Linked DNA regions of Triticum aestivum: region 2 is linked to region 1. A link is a contact called in public Hi-C data. All regions are on one chromosome and are shown on one strand. Each heading gives the region's core, a stretch centred on a gene start, on an enhancer-like site or on the middle of the called end of the contact. The rest is flanking DNA. Distances are from core to core; before and after follow the strand shown.

Region 1 (3,354 bases), core at 386-2,885:
TCCTTCGTTTCAGCGAAACTGAGATGCTCCACTCCATCGGATTAATTAATTAATTAATTTCACAGCACTGGTGGCTAATTTTAGACCGTACTGAACTGAATCCATCTTACAGCACATGGTCTCTATACCTGCCCATGTACTTACTCTTAAGCCCGATCGACGATGACGCAAAAAATGGCGGTGTAATTAACAAGCGTATATATATGCATAGCAAATCAGCATCGGCTGGCTGGCTACACTACATGCATAGCAAGTGAGCGTGGGTTCTGTTTCATTTTCCTTCTTTGCTGTTTTTTTTTTTTTTACGTCGGGTGCGTTGAAATCTAGCAGTTGATGGAACCCAATCTAATTAATTCCCCACCAATCTGAGTACCATTTCCCATTTTAATTAAACTTTCTTCATAATGAAACACAGCTAGATGCTGTCTCAAGTGACGGGTTTCTTCTGTCCATCGATTCCCGAATATACTAGTTTTATTCTGACCTAGTTAGTAAGTAGCAATTACTTAACCTAGAGTTAGTAGTAGCAATTCAATTTTTCCATAATGAATGAACCCCAGAGCTGCTAGATGCTGTCTCTGGCGCCTACAACGAATTTCCCGAATATACTTAATTTTATTCTGACCATCTTGACCTAGAGTTGGTACGTAGCAATTTTAGTAATATCGCACCAAATCACTGATTAACTATCTCCGAGCCACGTGCCCCCGCAAAATCCAATACTGAGGCCAGGCTGACTGTCTCCATCGCGTACTAGAAACAAAGAAAGGGGATCGAGCGATGCCATGAGAGCGACGGAAAGGCTGACTCAAAGGAAGGACTCGTCTGTCCCGTCGTCGCTTCCAGCTTCCTCCGGCCACCCCCTACCCACGATTTTTCTAATCAACGAGTCAAAGACTCAAAGTAGACTAGGGGGATCAACCAACGTGACGCGCGTCTCCCTCCAAGGTTCAGACGGATCCGTCGATCGTGGCCGGAGAAAATTCGGCGGCAGACGCGGAACGGAACGGACCGGCTGCCTCCATTCTTCCGGGGCCCGTGCGTCGCCGTCCCCGGAAAAAGCGCCGACGGGGCCGGGCACGCGCGCACGCACGGACGACGCGCGACGAACTAGCCGGCGAATTGAAACCCTAGCTATCTAGTACCATTTCCGCGTGCTACTACAGCTGTCCAATGGAACCGGCCGGCGAAGCGGCGAGCGAGATGAATTGCGTACGCACGGGAAGTTAATTAGATATCAACGGAGGAGAAGGAGGGAGGGCGCTTACGATGATCTCGGCGATGACGCGCGGCTGGCGGAGCGGGCGGAGGAGGTAGGCGAGGCCCCGGGTGACGACGACGACGAGGCAGATCTGCAGGATGGCCAGCGGCAGCGCGTAGTCCAGCGGGTTGTCCCCCTGGAACGCCCCGTGCGACGTCGCCTGCATCGGCGCCGCGCACACCCCCGCCGCCGCATGACCCGCCATGGATGCCAACCACCTCCCTCCTCCTCTCTCCACAGTCCTCTCCTCCCCTTGCAGCGCCGCCTCGCTCGGCCAACCCGGGCGCGGGGTTTAAATGTGTGTGCCGCTCGATCGACCTCTGCGGTTTCTCCCAACGGCACCGATCTCTATGCGCGCTCGCGGTTGGACAGACGGTTTGGTTCGGTTTGGGCTGGGTTTGCAGCTGCTGCTGCTATATATAGACGCCCGATGGGGCCGCCACGTCAGCCACCCCGCCTCGCCATCGATCCAGCGGGTGTATACGGCGACGCTACCCACGGCGCACGAGGAAGCGGCCCACCCCTTCGCGTTTCCGACCCCCCAGCAACTCAACTCTAGTCACCCATCCATCTCAAGCAAAAAATAAGAATAAGAATAAAACTCTAGTCAGAGCATATGCAGTTGCAACCTACAAATCCAGACTCTCAAACGCGGGCGGACACTCCTCAAATTCTATCGTCCACATCTGTGTATCCTCCATACTAAAAGCATGCAACGTAGATCATCCAACACACATAGAATTGAACATAGAAATGCGCATTCCGATCACCAACAAATGTCCAAAAGATCGTCAAAGTTCACATAATTCACATAAACGTCGGACAAGTTTAAACTAGATTACTAAAAAAAAACTTGAAACTAAAGACGGAGACAGCGGAGCTTCACCACCTCCTCACCAGCCCTTTGCCCTTCCGGTCGCCGGCGCAGCTGGTGGAGGATCGTCCGAATCGTCGGGCGAGGACACGTGGTCGTCGTTGTCGTCGGAGGTGTTGGAGAGGATGATGAGCCCTTTCAACCGCCGCACGACCTTGTCCTGCTGCTGCTTGAGCTTCGCGAGCCGAGCGGCCTCCGCCGCCGCTTCGCGCTCGGGCTGCTCAATGGCAATCCGGAGCGCATTGGCGTTCTTCCGGCGGAGCTGCCGCGCGTTCCTCCCCGCGGTCGTAAGCGACCAACGGTAGACCCAATCGAGGCGGCGCACGGGCTCTGCCTGCACCCCGCAGCGGCGGCGCACGGGCTGCTCCGCATCCTTCCTCTCCCTTTCCCGCTGCCTCTCGCGGCGGCGTACGGATTGCTCCGCCTCCTTCCTCTCCCTTTCCTGCTGCCTCTCGCGATCGGGTGCGCTACACTACCTACAGCTCCTCTGCGTTTTCGACCCCGGCAACTCTTTTTTTTTCTTTTGTGGGAGGACCCCCGGCAACTCAACTCTACCCACCCATCATTTCAAAAAAGAAAAAAATAACCGTAGTCACCCATGCTGCCATGCACACACATTGTGCCAACAGATGAACAGAACAGAACAGACGGAGAAAAAAGAACAGCATGAACAGGATCTCAGCCCGGTCGAGATTATTTTAGGCCAATAATGCATCCATCACGGCAGAGAGTTGACATTCTTCCCTTCGCTAAAATTTGTTGACATCACTGATGATATATTAGTACCACGGGATTCAGCTGTTGCACTGTGGTTGGAGGGAAAACATGATATGCATGCCTGGAAAAGTCGTTCGTCCCTTCATCCGTTCCGTGGCCGACTGATGTAATAGCAGTGCCACAGTTGGACTCCGAGGAATCAAGGGTGTACAAAAAAAGAGAGAGATGAGGATATACATGCATGAAGAAGTCTTTGGTTCATCCATTGCCGACTGATGTAATAGCACAAGAATCACGCACACAAAAGAATTGATGTCTGACTACCTGCTCACTTATTTGATTCCTGTTTGCTGGATAAGATAAAGTCGTATACCCTAGTCAGCGGTTCTTGGGATTTTATGTGTGTGTGCAGAACAGGCTGGTGCGGAATACGGTTCTTTGGACTTTAAACGGGCCAAACCGTTGGTTTTCCACCCTCACAAGATAGACCGCAAAAACTCTA
Region 2 (3,132 bases), core at 586-3,085, 140 kb before region 1:
CTTCTTCCAATTCCCCAAACAACTGAGCATATTAGACACTAAGACACAGTGACCAGAATCTTGAGGGTCCAGGTTAAGTAATTCCTCTGATACTGAATCCATCGAAGAATCGGCACAATGAGAACTGTATGCACTTACTATAGGAGCCAAAACCTGATTCTGTAACTGAACAGGGATCTTCTTAAAGAACTCCTTAGCTATACTAATTTGACCAGACTTACATAGCAAATCAGTTATGCACATATAGTGCTCAATAGATGGTTCAATACCATATTCCTCTGTCATGCTGCGAAAACACCTAAGGCCTTCATCTATTAAACCAGAATAATTGCATGCTGTTAACAGATGGGTAAAGACAATGGCATCTGGTTGAACACCTTCTTTTTGCATCTCGCTGAAAAGGATGAGAGCTTCACTGCCTTCTCCGTTGCAAGCATATCCATTAATCATGGCACTCCAGATAGGTAAGTCTCTATCGGTAACCGCATCAAATATTTTCCTAGCCAGCTCAACGCTCCCACACTTGCAGTATGCGTCTATCAGTCCGGTAGCGACCCGCAGGTGTGACTGCAGTCCGATTGCCACCACATGCTCCTCAACCTTTCTCGCATGATTAGCAGACCCCAAATCAGCACAGGCAGAAAGAACTGATGAAACTGTTGTCACATTTGGCTGCACATCTGTGCGCAACATGCTATCAAACATTGTCAAGGCCTTGTCTGGGCGGCTACCTTCAACATATCCATGTATCATTGAAGTCCAAAGCACTACATTCTTGCAGTGAACTGCATCGAAGACCTCCTGAGCAGCCTCAAGATCCCCACACTTGGCATATAAGTTAACCAATGATGGCACAAGATCTTGCTCGGATTCAAAACCGCTCTTGATGAGAAGAGCATGCACGCCCTTGGCCACCAACAGATTCCCTAACAGAGCAGCAGCTGAGACGAGATTAACCAGCGCGATCAAATCAAATCTGTGCCCAGCACCCTGCATGCGGTTGAGCAGAGCAAACACTTTGTTAAAGTCGCCCGTCTGCAAGAACCCCGACGCCATTGCGCTCCAAGAAACTACAGTCTTGTCGTGCATAGAGTCAAACAAGAAAGACGCGGCATGCAGCTGGCCATGACGGACAAGCATGGTGAGCACTGAGTTGGAGACTGGCAAATCCGCGTCGAGCCCAGACTTGAGGCTATATCCATACACGCACAGGCCAAGGTTTCTCGTGGCCATTGAGTCCAGGCACCCCGACAGCATGCCGACGAGCGTGCCCCCGCTGGGGCTCACCCCTAGGCCCCGCATCGCGTTGAACATGGCGACGGCCTTGTCGAGACGAGAAGCCTTGCTGTACGCGGTGACCATGCAGTTCCAGGACACGAGGGTCCGGCTGGTGGTGGGCATTTCGTCGAACAGGCGGCGCGCGTCGGGGAGGAACGCGCACTTGGCGTAGAAGTCGAGCAGCGAGGTGCGGACGAAGACGTCGCCGACGGCGCCGGCGACGAGGGCGTGCGCGTGGATGGAGCGGCCGAGGCGCGGGAGGCGGAGCGCGGCGCAGGACTTGGCGAGGGAAGGGAAGGTGGAGGCGTCGCCGCCGCGGAGGCCCGCGGCGAGGAGCGAGGCGTAGTGCCGGAGGCAGAGGGTGTAGGAGCCGGACGCGGCGGCCAGCTGGATCAGGCGGTTCCAGTGGCGGAGGGTGGCCGCCGGGGCCGGGGCCGGGACGCTCATGCTGAGGCTCACCGACGGGGAGAAAGATTTTGGTTAGCAATATGACCATTTATTTTCCCATCGAGTTCGTGCGGTCAGTATCCAGCAGTATGCTTTCCAGGCCTTCTCTCAAACCGAACAGAGTAGAGTTAAAAAAAAAATCGACAATGAAATTGAAAATGGATAATTGAGTATCCATATTCTCTATTCACAAGACACAGTGCATAGCGAGGATGAGTACTTCCACAGAGAATTCATCAAAAGGACATTTCCATTTCCTCCTAATTTTCGTCCGGCCACGTCTTTACCCCTAAAATAAAACAGTGCTCAACTTTGCCCCTCTTCAGTTTGATGCCCTTATAAAAATACCCTTCCGTGTCGTTTTCGTCCGGTCAGATGGACGTTCTGTGGACATTTTTACCACTGTGGCCATATGCCACTGACATGCGGTTCCATTCATCTCTGTGAAAAAATTAAAATAAAAACTCTCTCTCACCTCTCTTTGTTTCACAGACGAGCGGGGACGTTACCTAGATATTATAAAAAAAAGAAAAATAACTCTCGACGCCAACGACAGCCGCGAAAACCCTCCGCACGACTCTACAACGACAACCGCGAAAACCCACCGGGTGACCCTCGAGTAGCCCCAAGATGACAAGCCAGACGGGGTGCCTGCCTGCCCGGGCCGGCTGCTCCGGCTCGCGCCCGCGACCGGCTGCTCCAGCCAGCCGGCTGCCCGAAGTCAACTGCGACGTCACATCGGACATGGCCGGATGTGACGGCCATGCCCTGCGGCAGTGCACTATCGACGAATAGTGGACACTGCACACTCGACTCGTCACGCATCATCATCTACAGTACCCCTTGTCCCCTGGGCGTCAGCTGTTAAAAGACCCCGAGGGGGCTCTTGCCTCGACAGGTTCACGAACGCTCGTTCCCGCCTCTCTCAAACGATGACACCAGGGCCCCGCTCCTGTGCAGTTTTACCATTGTACCCCCCCGGGGGGGGCAGCCTATAAGACCCCCCGGGGGCCCTCCATGCAGGGGGGTTGCTCTCATTCGGTTCAGCTCATGCGCAACACACACACTCACACACTAGGAGAAGTAGAGAGCTAGCTCTTCTTCCTCCTCCATCCGACCAGCTCAAGGAGCACCATTGTAGCCCTCTTGTGATCCTCATAGTAGATCTTTGCAGGACTAGGGGTGTTACCTCCCACGGAGGGCCCCGAACCTGGGTACACCGAGTGCCACGCACCGTCTGTCCCCAATCTCGCCTTCGGAACCCACCGACAACCTTTGGCCCCAACCACGATCGATAAGCCTACCTATGGCATCTGCCATGAGCATACCACGACAAATGGGTACTTCCTGGTCGCCATCCCAAAGGAACCAGCGAAAGCGCGTCACATCGGAGGAGGAGCACGCAGC

What was found. A called contact is a pair of places that touch in the nucleus more often than the background predicts.
Region 2: a contact with region 1 is called in a Hi-C map of leaf, with 2.3 times the contacts expected there. The contact joins the promoter of LOC123119295 here to the promoter of LOC123119294 in region 1. A contact is called at or near these places in 2 of 5 Hi-C or Micro-C datasets (both in leaf).

The regions. Positions count from the first base shown.
Region 1 is chr5D:41,270,113-41,273,466 of IWGSC CS RefSeq v2.1, reverse strand. LOC123119294 (cation/H(+) antiporter 19) reads right to left here and starts at 1,635. Exons shown (of 2, transcript XM_044539040.1): 1 at 1,269-1,635. The coding sequence starts at 1,466.
Region 2 is chr5D:41,405,979-41,409,110 of IWGSC CS RefSeq v2.1, reverse strand. LOC123119295 (pentatricopeptide repeat-containing protein At1g11290, chloroplastic) reads right to left here and starts at 1,835. Exons shown (of 1, transcript XM_044539042.1): 1 at 1-1,835. The coding sequence starts at 1,725.